5 separate regions of the Mus musculus genome follow, and regions 2, 3, 4 and 5 are each linked to region 1. Evidence: chromatin contacts called from public Hi-C and promoter capture Hi-C data. All regions are on one chromosome and are shown on one strand. Each heading gives the region's core, a stretch centred on a gene start, on an enhancer-like site or on the middle of the called end of the contact. The rest is flanking DNA. Distances are from core to core; before and after follow the strand shown.

What was found. Promoter capture Hi-C pulls out the DNA fragments that hold promoters and counts their contacts. Hi-C and Micro-C count contacts between places; a contact is called where the count stands out from the background.
Region 2: a Hi-C map of B cells shows a contact between it and region 1, with 7 read pairs. The contact joins the promoter of Nup155 here to the promoter of Rpl37 in region 1. A contact is called at or near these places in 6 of 39 promoter capture datasets (the C10 cell line, the HPC-7 cell line, hippocampal neurons and 2 more), 2 of 484 Hi-C or Micro-C datasets (B cells and CD8 T cells), 1 of 115 datasets of contacts at active chromatin or transcription factors (astrocytes) and 2 of 9 other capture datasets (adipose tissue and liver).
Region 3: a promoter capture Hi-C map of hippocampal neurons shows a contact between it and region 1, with 4 times the contacts expected there. The contact joins the enhancer-like site here to the promoter of Rpl37 in region 1. A contact is called at or near these places in 7 of 39 promoter capture datasets (the 3T3-L1 cell line, 3T3-L1-derived adipocytes, embryonic stem cells and 3 more) and 1 of 9 other capture datasets (liver).
Region 4: a promoter capture Hi-C map of liver shows a contact between it and region 1, with 2.2 times the contacts expected there. The contact joins the enhancer-like site here to the promoter of Rpl37 in region 1. A contact is called at or near these places in 4 of 39 promoter capture datasets (hippocampal neurons, liver and stem cell-derived epiblast-like cells) and 1 of 115 datasets of contacts at active chromatin or transcription factors (stem cell-derived neural progenitor cells).
Region 5: a promoter capture Hi-C map of embryonic stem cells shows a contact between it and region 1, with 4 times the contacts expected there. The contact joins the promoter of Lifr here to the promoter of Rpl37 in region 1. A contact is called at or near these places in 3 of 39 promoter capture datasets (embryonic stem cells and liver).

What each region holds. Positions count from the first base shown.
Region 1 is chr15:5,115,257-5,117,898 of GRCm38.p6, reverse strand. It overlaps Rpl37 (ribosomal protein L37), which reads right to left and starts at 1,286. Exons shown (of 4, transcript NM_026069.3): 1 at 1,215-1,286; 2 at 477-612; 3 at 196-280. The coding sequence starts at 1,217. It also overlaps a transcript of Card6 not described here.
Region 2 is chr15:8,108,007-8,110,648 of GRCm38.p6, reverse strand. Nup155 (nucleoporin 155) reads right to left here and starts at 1,336. Exons shown (of 35, transcript NM_133227.3): 1 at 1,047-1,336. The coding sequence starts at 1,203.
Region 3 is chr15:7,197,633-7,200,274 of GRCm38.p6, reverse strand. No RefSeq gene overlaps it. Among named protein-coding and RNA genes, the nearest start is that of Lifr, 69 kb to the right of the region's middle. Within about 2 kb of position 1,299, at least 34 of the 459 cell types and tissues checked have an H3K27ac peak or open chromatin away from gene starts, as enhancers often do.
Region 4 is chr15:7,166,076-7,168,717 of GRCm38.p6, reverse strand. It overlaps Lifr (LIF receptor alpha), which reads right to left. Exons shown (of 20, transcript NM_001358593.1): 6 at 1,661-1,835. Among named protein-coding and RNA genes, the nearest start is that of Lifr, 38 kb to the right of the region's middle. Within about 2 kb of position 1,302, at least 15 of the 459 cell types and tissues checked have an H3K27ac peak or open chromatin away from gene starts, as enhancers often do. A contact at or near this core is called in liver, where this site is marked.
Region 5 is chr15:7,128,243-7,130,884 of GRCm38.p6, reverse strand. Lifr (LIF receptor alpha) reads right to left here and starts at 1,313. Exons shown (of 20, transcript NM_001358593.1): 1 at 1,059-1,313.

The DNA of each region.
Region 1 (2,642 bases), core at 37-2,536:
CCAGAACAGCTTAGCAGACTTGAGCAAAGTCTGGAGGCAGATCCAAGTAAGCTGCCCCCCAGATCCCACTCATAGTCTTGACAAATGTGGGCGTCTCAGGCCCACACCAAACCCCAGTATCATTCCTACCCTTCAGTAAGAGTGCAAAGTTTCATCCTACCCTGGAGGACCAATGACATTTAGCCAAAACTGTACCTGAATCTGCGGTAGACAATCTTTAGGTGCCTCATCCGACCAGTCCCGGTAGTGTTTCGTCTCTTAGCCTTGGCACTCCAGTTATCTAATAAAAAAAATAGGATTCCAAATGGTTTTCCCAAGCACCCAGTGTCAGCCCATTTTCTCAGTAGTGTCATTACTATGTTTTAACCACTCAGCCAACAAACCAACCTCCAAAGTTGTTGCGTGCCAAATGTGTTTTCTATTACATCGCTACCTCAGGTCAAGGTAAAAGCCCGCCTGCGGATTACAGTACTTACACTTCCTCTTGCGCTTGGCAGGGTAGCCACACTTGCCACAAGTCGACTTCTGAAGGTGGTAGGCCTTGGAGCCACAGCGGCGGCACAGCGTGTGCGTCTTGTTGCGACGCTTACCAAAGGATGACGTTCCCTTCGTCTGCACATTAAAAGAAAAAGCAGGAAAAAAAACCCCACATATAAGCAACTCTGAAATCTGACTTCTCAATGTACTCTGGCATTTTCTTAGCAATGAGTATGGATGAGACGTAAACAAGATCCACACGGGACAAAACGGTGTAAAGATTTAAATCTTAGCACACAGGTAGGGTAGGTAGGAAGCACTACCGGCTATCCACACGACCATTATAATGCCTTACTCTGCGCGGACCTAAGCCTCCTTGGCTTTAGGCGTTAAGGACAACATTCTGCCCGTCTCTCAGTCGCGGTACTGCCCACCAAGCAGCCGGTTTCTCGGCGGCTGGGGACAGATGTCCCCAAGCCTGTCCTGATCACCCACCCGGGGCTGCAGTGCGTACGTCTCCTCCAAAGCCCAGAGAGACCCACAGCGGCGCTAGGACCGTGGGCCGGGCTCTGCACACAGCAGCCATCCTTCCAGTTCCTGCGGACCACAGCACGCCGTCTCCTCGCCCATCAGCTCCCCTCACTCGCAACCTTGTCACCGACGCGCCGGGCAACAGGCAGGACAGCCCGAGGAAGAAGGATGGAGAGAGATTTACAGAGCCCAGAAACCACACTCACCATCTTGCTTCTACCGGCGAGGCCAAAGAGACCGGAAGAGAAAGCACCCCCGCCACTTCCTGTGGATAAGCTTCCGCCCAGGAAACTACTTCCGGCGGGTCTTGGTGCAGCCCTATCAGGCCTCGGGTGCGGAGGTGTAGTCTCCCGGGCGAGAGAGCCAGGGAGCCGATTGGGCTGCAACACCGGTAGGGGGCGTGCCTGGCGCTGTGGCTCCGCCCTCCCCAGCGGCCCGCCTCCTGGTTGGAGAGGGTTTCTGGCGGTGTCGGGGCTGCTGCGGTGTTGGCAGTCCGTCTGGTTTCCGGTCCCGGGGCTCGAGGGGAGTCAGACACCCAGTGCGTGGCGGCGCCCCTGGCGGTTGTGCAGTGCTGGGACTGGGATCCCGATCCGGGAAAGCCAGCCTTCCCAGGTTCGTTTTGATGTGGCCGCTCGCTTGCCTGTATGGAGAGTTGGTGAGAGGATGGAGTCACGAAGTGTCTCGGCGAGGGTAGGAGCTTAGTTAGCTTCTGACTCGGGCCGACTCGATTTCACGCGGTGGTCATTCAGAGGCCAGTTGTTTGATCGCACTCAAGGAATCACACGCGGAACTTGTTAAATAACAGCTTCCAGCCAGCGCGCCGCCACCAGGAAATCTGACCCTTTTAGACTTGAGTACAGTTTGCAAGTCTGTACTGTATAAAACACTTTCCTAGATCATTTTGAAATAAGTAACCCTAGACATCCTTGATTAGCGCTAATGCAACTGTCTGTCCGCAATCCCAGTAGGAAACATGGAGAATATAGTACGAACATTGATGAATTGGGGAAAAGTCTCAGTCATACCATCTACATACTTTCTAAAACAAATGTGAGAATCGCTAGTCTATCACATTCAAAAATCTTAAGATAGTGGACAGCAGAACAAAGCAAACACCAAGGAAGCTTTTTGTTTTGTTTTGTTTTTTGTTAGCAAATCGTACCAATTTCTTCTAGGGGAGGGGAGTAGAAAGAAAAATGTATAATCCTTTCCACTCAGAAGTAGTAAACTGAAATCAGAGGAGGGAGGAGATAGGGCACACGGGAGAGAAAGCAAACAAGCATTCAAATGGTTGAACTGGACTATAAATAAGTCTTAGGAGACTGGGTGGCAAATTGCTATAAATTTAGTAGCATGAAGCAACACAGATTTAGTCAACGGGTGTAAACTTTCAGTTATGGGAAATAAATTCTAGGGTCCTCTTGCATTACTGTACCTACAGATAACAAAATTGTATCGCACACTTAAAATTGTATGGCCTCTGCCTCCCAAGTGCTGGGATTAAAGGCGAGCGCCACCACTGCCGGCCTCATTCACAGTTCTGCTGGGAAGCACAAGTGAGGCTTGGTTTGACTAAAATTGAAATGTAGTGCTGAGGTGTAGCTCTGCTCAGTCGCTGTTTAATTGCTGTCTTT
Region 2 (2,642 bases), core at 87-2,586, 3.0 Mb before region 1:
TCATTTGCTAATACTTGTCAAGTACAAAGACTATCTTTGCTTCTGGTATTTTTCTTTTCAGTTTTCCACGACAGGGTTTTTCAACGACCCCACCCCCCCCCAGGGTTTCTCTGTATAGCCCTGGCTGTCCTCGAACTCAGAAATCCGTCTCCCTCTGCCTCCCAAGTGCTGGGATTAAAGGTTTTTCTGTGTAGCTTTGGCAGCTGTGGAGCACCCTCTATAGACCAGCCTAGCCTGGAACCCACAGAGATCCGCCTGCCTCAGCCTCCCAAATGCTGAGATTAAAGGAATGGACAACCACTATCTGGCTGCTGTCAGTATTTCTGGTTAAAAAAATAAAAATCTCTTAATAGATTTTTACAAGTCATTGCTCATGTGCTTTGGGCTACTTTTGATTGATTATTCTGTTTAAGTTACTCCCACCCATTTTTTTTTCTCACCAAGTCTCACCTGCATGTTACATTTCTGTTTTTCTCCAACTTTCATTTCACAAGAAACATTTTGTAGCAACTAATGCAACTCCACAAACCTTTAGCTGGTAACAAGTTTTAAAAGTTAAGGCAAATTCTTCCAAATTATCTCCTCTGTTGGCAGATAAACTTAGTTCTGCTCTCCCTGTCAGTTAGCCTTCTGACCCCTATATTTCTTTCCTAGTTAGTCCCGGCACTCACAAATATACTAACTCTACACGTATGACATGACTCTGAGAGAACGCGGCAGATTTCCAAATTAACTCGCTTGCTTTTCTGAGCGAGCATTATCGAAGCAAAAAATGCACAGAAATGGAATCTGGATCAGAGGATTCTTCTCATTTGGACTTAATGAGTTTGCTCTTACCTCCTCGAGTATCTACAGTAAATAAAGTGTAGACAAGAAGAAATAAGCAATAAAAGCTAAAAGTCGGTTGCTGTTTGTCGTGTTTTCAAGAAACCAAGCCCTAATCTCTGAATGTTCACGAGGGCACCAACGTACAGAGAAGAAGACAGGGGAATCGGACTAGAATCCTATGGTGGGGAAACAGAGCGTCCAGTGGACCGATCACTCACTTGGGGCCGACACCATGAGCAGCTCAGAAAGGTCCGGGTACATGCGGTCTTCTTGCAACTGTCGATCGATAAGCCTCCCCGCGTTTTCCAAAGCTTCCTGCAGGGAGGCGGCGGCCGACGTAGAGGCCACCATCATAGAGCCCAGCACCGATGGCATGTCGGCAATCGTGGCCACCGCCTTATAGAAACACTCCAAACCCGTGGAGAACCGTGAGAAAAACGAAGAGAGCCCAAAACCGCTCCTCGGAACGCGCGCGGAAAACGAATAACTGGGCGCCAGGTCATGACGCACTTCCGGTTCGTCCTCCCCGGCACTGGAAGACGCCGCTTCTGGGACGGGAAGAGGAAGCAGTTGAGTGTCGGACATTGGCGAAGGCGTGAGGGAGGAGACTAGAGTTGAATTTGGAGATGGCCTAGGGAAGGGAGGAGGAGAAGGGAAGAGGATACGGGAGAGGGGAGGGGACTGGGGGCGGGGCGGGGGGGAGAGGGAAGAGGAACTTCGGGTGCTGGAGTGGGGTTGATGTCCCCTTGCGGTCGCCTGTGCGGTGGTGACATCGCGCGTGCTGATTCTTTGCTTTGAGCCCCACCCCCAGTTTGGAATGTGGCGACGGCTGAAGAGTGGCACACATCCATTACCGTGGTTCCCTGATAACTTCTAACAGTAGTTAGAAATTGATCGCTAGTTCCAGAAAGTTTACCTGTGAGCCAGAAACTCACAGCGTTTCAAATAATGGGGGTGAATTAAGAATTCATTGGATTGCTGGGCGGTGGTGGTGCACGCCTTTAATCCCAGCACTTGGGAGGCAGAGGCAGGCGGATTTCTGAGTTCGAGGCCAGCCTGGTCTACAGAGTGAGTTCCAGGACAGACAGGGCTACACAGAGAAACACTGTCTCAACCACCACCCCCCCCCCCGGCCCCCAAGAAAGAATTTATTGAATTTTCCCATGTGCGTGTCTGGGTCATTGGCTTTGTGGCTTTGCGAAATTTTTTGGTTGGAGGTCAGCGTTGGACGGTGTCTCATGCCTGTTAATACGCGTCCTATGGTTTCGGCAAAAGGATTACTGTGTCATTTGGTGAGTTCCAGATAGCGTGCTACGGAATGTGTTCCTAACTCAAAACAAACAGAGGCGGGAAGGGAGATACTGTGTGATGGGTCCTGCCAGCGGATTTAGGAAGTGGAGGCAGGAGGATAAGTTCATCCTCGGCTGTGTGGCAAGTTTGTAGTAAACTTGAGAGTCTGTCTCAAGAAAAAGAAGAAAAAAGTGTTTGTTCTTGCTGTATACCTTTCTCCCTTGTTGCCTTGGGAGAACACTCATCTGATCCATCTGTTCTCATCTCAGAGCACAAGGATATTAAATAATGGATGCATTCAACAGATGGTCTGATTCTAGGAAACCGAGTATGTACTGTGTCAGGAATCGTGCCTGCTGTTGGGAATACCAAATTACTACACTTTTACAGAGACAAAGTAAATGCCTCTCAAGGTCCAGGCATAGAGGCAGGCACCTGTAGTTGGAAGCCAGACTGGGCTATGTACTGAGACCTTTCGAAGAATCAGCCTGCCTCCATCTTACGTTTAAAAGACAGCTTACAAT
Region 3 (2,642 bases), core at 50-2,549, 2.1 Mb before region 1:
AAATTCAAGTATTTTTAACATTCAAAATCGCCCACCAGTTTTTTTTTTGTTTTGTTTTGTTTTTTAAGGTGGGTAACAGAAAAAAATCCATTATATATGGTTAGACAATCCATCTATCATCTATCTGCTGGTATTTTATGCATCCAGCCTTAGAAACACTGCTGATAAGATTTTCGAGATGTATTCAAGAAGTGAATCAAGCTCGCAAATTGTTTCAAAGTAACATGTTAGAGAGAGCCAATATTGCCCAAGATTACATACATTTCTTTTATCACTTTCTAATTTTCCTTTAGTATTGATTTGTCTAATAAAGATTAGCCCACTAATAAAAGCACTACCACGGGGCACTTTTAGTCCAAAGACAGAGGTATAATGAGGGTTCTTCATCAGCTCTGAGGGGGATCACCCCACGCAAGATACCCAAGGCTGCACTTTGCCCGTTCTGTCCTCAAAGAAGTTCAAAGACTTCCAGAGCCTCAGAAATGGGATGGATGCTACACCAAGTGGGTACTTGGCAATAACAGCCCTCCCCCCAGGCACCTCTGATTTTCAAACAAAGCCCCTAGAAGTCCTCAGTGCCACGGGGACATGCAAGGCCTGGATGAAGTAAGCTTCGGAGTGAAGACTTAAGGACGCTGACAGGACCTTCTCAGTCCCAAGGATGCTCACCTGAGGCCTGGGGTAGAAGTTACCTGAGCCAAGTGTGGCTCTGGCTGAGCTCTAGCGAATCAGACCTCAGGGTCTCTTTCTAAAGCCTTTGCTGTGTACTGTCACCTTCTGATAAGCTGAGGGATGCACATGAATGTGTGTCTAAACTCTTATACAAGCAGTTATACCTTTATATCGCTGGCCAGGAAGAGGGCCATGTTGAAAGCAGACATCTATCCTGCAGGGACTGTTACATGCTTGGACTATAACAAGCCTTAGCATTCTTGTGATACACACCAGGGGCCCAGGCTTTATGATGAGGAATAGGTTGAGAGAGAGGTTAAACATCTTCCAGTGTGGTCCAGGTGATTGACCAGTGGTGATCTCAGGAGCCCACATGGGACTGTACAGCCTCACATATGACAGTGTCCCTCAGAGCCATCTTGAAAATGGTGGAACCAGTCCCAGCCAGTAGTGCCTGTGGTCCTGGAATAATGAGACTCTTGGTTCGCTTCTGACAGGGTATGCAGGCTGGTTTGCACTGTGGCCGGGCAAGAAGGGGGGAGGGGATGCCATCTACTCTCAACACTGCTTCCTCTGCCCATGTGTTTTGGCACCATCAGCTCTGAGGGGGAGGGGAGGCAGTGAGGAAAAAAAAAGTCCTTATGCCTTCCTCCCAGGCTGCCTGGAGTGCTGACACAGGTTTGCCATGGTGACAGGCCAGCTGGAGCCAGAAGGGGACAGATGATTTAAATCTGAACTGGAACTTAAAATTATTTCTCCCCTTTCAAGCATTTAGCTACCAGAAAGATGAATGCACTGGGGTTTCCTCCCTTTTAATATTATTTCTCCTTGACAGCTTATCAAAGTGATTTTCTAATTCTTTTCTTATCCCCACAACTTGAGATTGATCTTCTAAGTAAAAAAAAAAAAAAAAAAAAAAAAAAAAAAAAAAAAAAAAATCATCTCCAATTTAATCTTGAATGAGTTCAAGTCATCTCTCATTATCAATTTCCCTGGGTTAGAGAGACTGGATGACTTGAAATCAGTTTTCCTGCCGGTCGTTCATGGGGAAGGGGACTGGATCAAATGTATAGGTCATTTCAAATAAATTCTATAATTCTTTTGTGAAGGACGGAGGGTTGCTATCACACTGTGCTATGATGTTGGATATCACACATTACCACTTACTGATTCATCCATCTCTAGGGTTTTTTTTTTTCTTCCTAATGAGCACATGGCTCTTTTCTTTGCACTTTTTCTGTTCCTGTAGGTAACAGTGGTACACAATTTGGCTTCAGAAACTCAACCTTCTGGGAACAAGTTCTCCATTGAGAATTCCCCAAAGTACAGACCATATGTGTGAGCTTTTCTAGCACTTAAATATTAACATGTGTTTCACAACTAATCTACAACTGGCTTGTACTTTTACAGGCTCAAGTCGGGTCCATTCATGCTCTGGCTGTTATTCGTGGTAAGTCTGAGCCACAAAAGACAAAGAACATTTCTCTAATGCCACTGCCTACTTCTAAATGACTGGACTTTTGTTAAGTCAATTGCTATATTTCAAAATTAAGTTGAAATTTTTATGCATTCCCAGAAACTCCTGAAATATTCAGCTCTCTTGGGAAATAATAAATTACAACTCCTGCTTTAAGGACCAGCATTTCTCTTTTCTTTTCTTTTTTGAGACAGTATGTAGCCCTGGGTGGCCTGGATCTATATAGACCAGGCTGCCCTCCAACTCAGAGATCCCTCTGCCTCTGCTCCTGCTTCCTTAGTGCTGGCTGGGACTAAAGGTGTGCACGACTACATATGGCAATAATCTTGCTACTTGCTAATGCTAGGTTCTCACTTTGTAAAAAGTAATTTGATTTTTTAATTTAAATATAAGAATCCTTTTTTTTCTCTATAAATATAACATGAACTTAACAGAGCAAATAGAAGGTGCTATCAGCAGCACAGCAATACCTCCAAATATTAAAGCCACCGCT
Region 4 (2,642 bases), core at 53-2,552, 2.1 Mb before region 1:
CTCTGATCTCTACCCACCCTCAGAGACTTAGGGCTGTCGATGTTACGATACCCAGCTTTGAGGGAGATGCTGGGGATCAATCTTGGGGCCACAGAACTGCCTGAGTGGAGGGCACTTTTCCAACAGAGTGCCTCAATTCTGTTATCTTGAAACAAGGCATTATTCTGTAACCCAGAATGGCTTGTATTTCACCATGGAGCCAAGGCTGGCCTAAAGCTCGCAGTAATCCTCCTGCCCCTGCTCCATGCTGGGATTACAGGCATAAACCACCACATTCGAGAGCTTAAAACAGTTCAACATTTACAAAGCAAACTGTAGATGTTGTGAAATAATGCAGCCCCCAGTGCAAGGCACCACACTCGGGTTTCAAAGGAGTACGACACAAATACAAAGTGAAACTGTAGCCTTATTTACTTAGGCAGGGACAGAACCTGATCACAGGCCGTTTGTTGAAGGTCACAGGTTAATTTTTAAGGGTTTATATACACATGCAGAAGATGCACACAGAATCACTCGATAATTTCAGAAGTTTCACGTTGATTCTTTTGAAACTCTCCTATGTTCTTCAGCAAACAAGTGGGGAAGCCCTCCACACTCTAACTCACAGCTGCTGCTTTAATCAATGCCCTTGCAGGTCAAGGTCACGCACCCCAGCTCCACTCCTAACAGCTGGTGTTTACACAGTGACCTCTGGTGCCCTTTATCCCTCACTCTTCCCTGACATCTGGCTTCTAAGTTCACCGTTCTACTGAAGGGACTCACCGGCCCCATGTTTGATCCAAGGGCCCCTTCCGATTTATCATCCAAACACCTTCAAACTCCCTCCTCTCTTGGGTTCTACCACACTGAACTTTCTGGGCCACTCTTAGTCCTCAGGCTAGACCTTCCTTCAGTAGTGCTGTAGACAGGAGCGCTTCCGTGCGTCCCAATTCCCTTTCCCGAAGATACACTGGCCTTCAGAATTTAAGCACTTCCAATCACATACACCTTTGTGATTCCCAGAGGGACATTCCCCAGCTACGCCCATGTCTCTGGATGCCCGAATGACCTTTTCAACCTCACTGCCTACAGATCAGAGTATTAAAGATGAAACTGTCCTTTCCCAACCAACTGGTTCCTATCTTTTGTATCTCTGTGGACAGCCTCTCACCCCTACCCCTCAGCCAACCAAAGGGACAGACACTGTTGGGAGACACAAGCACCTGGTCCCCAACTCAGATTCTGCTGCTCCCGTCCCTTCCTGTCTGAACTCAGCTGTCCTCGGTTATATTTACAGTGTCTTGCTCAACTGCCCCAGAGTCTCCTTATTTATCCAGCTGCTTCCGGCCCCCCTTATCTGATGTTGCTCCACAGACTGTCCACCTGTAATAAACACTGGATGGTTTCTGGACTTCATTTTACTGACTCTGATGACCCGGGGGCCCCTGCTCACTCTGCCAGAATTTTACATCTCTCTGTTAGAGGAGTTGTACTTAATAGACACATGATTTTTCAGCCCAGCTTTCTAGAGCGGGTCTCAGATTTCTTTAATCCACAGTTCTGGGGTGGTCACTTTGGAAGATAGCTACCTGGATTCAAAAAAACACTATGGGCATATACCAACCCTTACTCTTAAGCAATCTAGCCCATGTGAACCAAGGGTCTGTAAGAGTAAGCTTACAGGAGATGTTCTTCAGCGGGCTCCAGTCACTCCACTCTTTGTAACCGGAGAAATGAGGCGAGTCAATGTGCCATCGAATGCTCACCGAGTGAGTGGCACATTGCAAGGGCAGGTCTGAGGTCCAGTTCCAGTGCTGAACGGTATCTTTACCACTCAGCATTGTGTTGAGTAACACCTAAAAGCAAACACAAAATTATGCTTCCAAATAATGCTAATGTCCTGCCTTTCTCCAGGGTAAAGGGACAGAAAGGCCTCACGGAACATGTTAGATCAGCCACCGGGTGGGTAATGCTATAAAGGAAAATGATCCGCACCACTGTACAACGGTCTGTTTCTACACAGTGTAACGAGGAAGTGACACCAACACGATCATTACCTGGCTATGTGCCCTTGTCAGCATTTGGTCCTATGGGATTGCCTTCCATCCCCTTACAGGGGTTGATACTCATCAAAGCAGTCAATAAAACAACGAAGAGGATACACTGCTATAGAAATGATTTCCATACTCTCATGGAGAAAAAAACCAGGGGATCCATATCTTAAAGAAGTAAAGCAAAGAGAAGGAGCAGACAGAAAGAAAACAGAGCAAGGGCAGATGGGAAACAGGGGGTCAGGGGGGTCAAAGAAATCAAACAATGCCAGATTAGACTATAATGAGCCACTCGGGGTTCAGCAGTATGGATGAAGCTATGTCCACACAATTAAGGAACAGAGGATCCCCTTCAAAACCCCGGTAAAACTTTCCAATGTGTAAGCTGCATCTAGTTAAACTAGCAACCCTGCCCAAGGCACGCTGTGCCCTGCTCCCGACGCTGGCCTCTCACGCTTCCAGAAGTAAGAGAGGAAGCTTCTACTTGCCGCCATCTTCTGGGCGGGAGCAGGCTGGTTAAGCTTCTGATAGGTAAAGTTAGAATCTCTCAGCAATTTACCACTCTGCCATCCATGCCTATGGAGGAGGGTCAGCCTCAGGACCACACACAAA
Region 5 (2,642 bases), core at 64-2,563, 2.0 Mb before region 1:
AAGTCAGGGAGAGAAAGAAAAGAGCACAGTCCAGTGTTTTTTAAAAGCACAGGCTATGCTGAGATTTGCTTCCCTCTGCCAGTCTCACCCGAGGAGCCTCTGCTCCTAGTGGAGTATGACTTCAGATCTGTGTCAAGATAATCCTGCAAGGGGAGGGGACGGCATCAGTTGCAATAAACAAATGCTTTAGTTTTTCACTGGGGGCGGTGCTTTAAATATAACGTGGGCACCGCTTTTGAACTCCTGACTAACGTAAAGTCAGGTCAACTCTAAGCAAATATTATTTGCTGGGTTAAATATGCAAGGGAAGGCATTGGATGGCAAAGTTTAAACTGAAAGTTCTGCTGAAAAACCCACTTTAAAGAAACAAAGTAAACGCAAAGAATGCATGTAACTGTCAGTCAGTAACAGCGCACGTGTCCTTTCAGTATCTGACTGCATTAAACACAGCTACAGAAAGGGACCCAAAGATAACCCTAGTGTAAACGAAAGATTCGTGTGTCTTGGCAGCTGAAGTGGGGGCTAGAATCACATAACTCAAGCTCCTGTGTAAGTTCACAACACTTGCTGTGCAGTTTTCTGTGCGTCTGGGTCCACGATCTCAGCTTTGTGCTTTAGACAACACATCCGGAAAGCCATCCATTAGGAAGCCTAACTTTGCTTGCCTACACTTTAACTTGGGAGTTTAATAAGTTTAGCGCCTTCGGACACAAGCACCTAGAACTACAGACAGGTCAGTCAAATGCACCATCAAAACAGAAAGGACGAGGAACTACTTTTCTGAAGCGCTGAGGTTTAGGGGCAGGAAACCATCTGGCAGGTCGCAGCTCCGAATGGGGAATTAAAGGTCCTGCCCATCCCCCTGGTAACCTCTGGCCTTGGAACTCAGTGCCCTTCGCGCCGCACAAGTTTCCCGCGGTGTAGCCCGCGTGGGCGCGGGCTGCAGGGTTGACCCCTCGGCTGGCACGGACGGCGTGAGCCCGAGTGGCGTTGCCCCAGAGCCGGGGACGCGCCCCCCGCACGCGCTCCGGGCTGCCGCGCCGCGCCCCCGCACTCACCAGCCGCTCCCGCGCCGCTATCTTGCCATCCCAGTCGGCCGCCGCCCCGGGGCAGCCCGGACCCTGCAGCACAGGACTGCAGTCCTGAAGGAGCAGTCCGGTGGTAGCAGCCGCCGTCCTGGCGCCCCTGTCCCCTTGCAGGCCGGCTCTAGCGGCCACCGACGACCGGCCGCCGCTGCCTTCTCCCAACCCCGCGAGCCACCGCAGCGCCAGGCGACGATAACGGCCGCGGCCACTGCCGAGACGCTCCGGCGCAGACTGCGCGCCCGGAGGCGGCGCCTGCGAGGAGCTCGGCGGGGGGCGCAGCACCCAGGCCCCGCCCAGGCCCCGCCCCGCGCGCCCCCGCAGCCTTCTCCGCCGTCCCTGCCGCGCGCACGGGGACGCGGGCCCGCGGGCCCGCGAGGCCGCGCGTGAGTCGGAGCCTCTGGGTCGCGCGCGGGCCCGGCGCCCAGGGAGGTGCCTCTGCCGAGACTCCGGTCGCGCGGCCAGCCTTGCAAGGTCACCGAGCGGCGGGCGAGAGCGCAGCGGCCCTGCGGGTGCAAAGCCTCCGGAAAGGCCAGCGGAGCCCAGGCGGCCCTGCGGGAAGCAGCGCGGCTCCCAAACCGCTGTCATTGCACTTTGCAAGCCGTGCGCGGAGGAGGAAACTCGTGTCGCCCCGAAAAGGCACACGGACGCCAATTACTGCGGGTTTTTTTTTTTTTCCTTTCTTTCTTTCTGATTTTGTGCATTACCTAAACTGCCCCCAAGCCGGGGCGCTGCCACTCAGTTCCCCTACTTTCTTGGTGAGGGGACCTCTCAGCTCCTGAGGGCCTGCGGGGGCAACTGAGAACATCCTGGAGCCATCTAGTCGTGCCTCTGAGGCGTGTTGGGCTTATTTGTGCAGAGAAGAAACGGATCCCTTAATGGGGTGAGATTTTTCCTCCGTGCATTGTTCCCATTTCCGCAGTTTCACTTGGCCTCGGTGTTCCTTCCAGAGTAATGCACCAAATGAAATTGGTAGGAGTGTTTTATGGCGCAGAGTCGTGGTTTGAAGATGTTTACGCTCTGTGCCGGACGCGTTTGATGGTGTTCTCTTTAGCACAATTAATTTTGCAAAGTTCAGAAATGTGCCAGACGGAGCCACTGGCACGCAGTCACATGGCTGTGCAGACACACCTTCCATAGGGAGCCGCTTGTTTGTTTTCAGATGTGATTTATCTGGTGCGCCAGGGCCAAGGAGTTTGTGAGGGACCTTTGACTGAAATTCTAGACTTTAGAATCTACAGCAATTTGCAAATCGGCAGGATGAAGCTTATTTTCTAAAATAAATATCCCCCGTTAATAATGTAACTCCAAAATGGGCAACAAGACACCTGAAAATATACTGCATGAAAAAATAAATTCTTAATAACATCTTTCAAAATAAAGTCACTAAGAGTATCCTAGTGACCAACTCCACTAAAGTGCATATTTTGAACATGAAGTGCCTCCTGCTGTCCATGACTGTTTCTGGACTGTGCTGAACCCGCCCCCATTTAAGTTGGACCATATTGCTTTTCCTTTATCCCCATTCTTTCCCACAACTTGAGAGACTTGGTATTCATA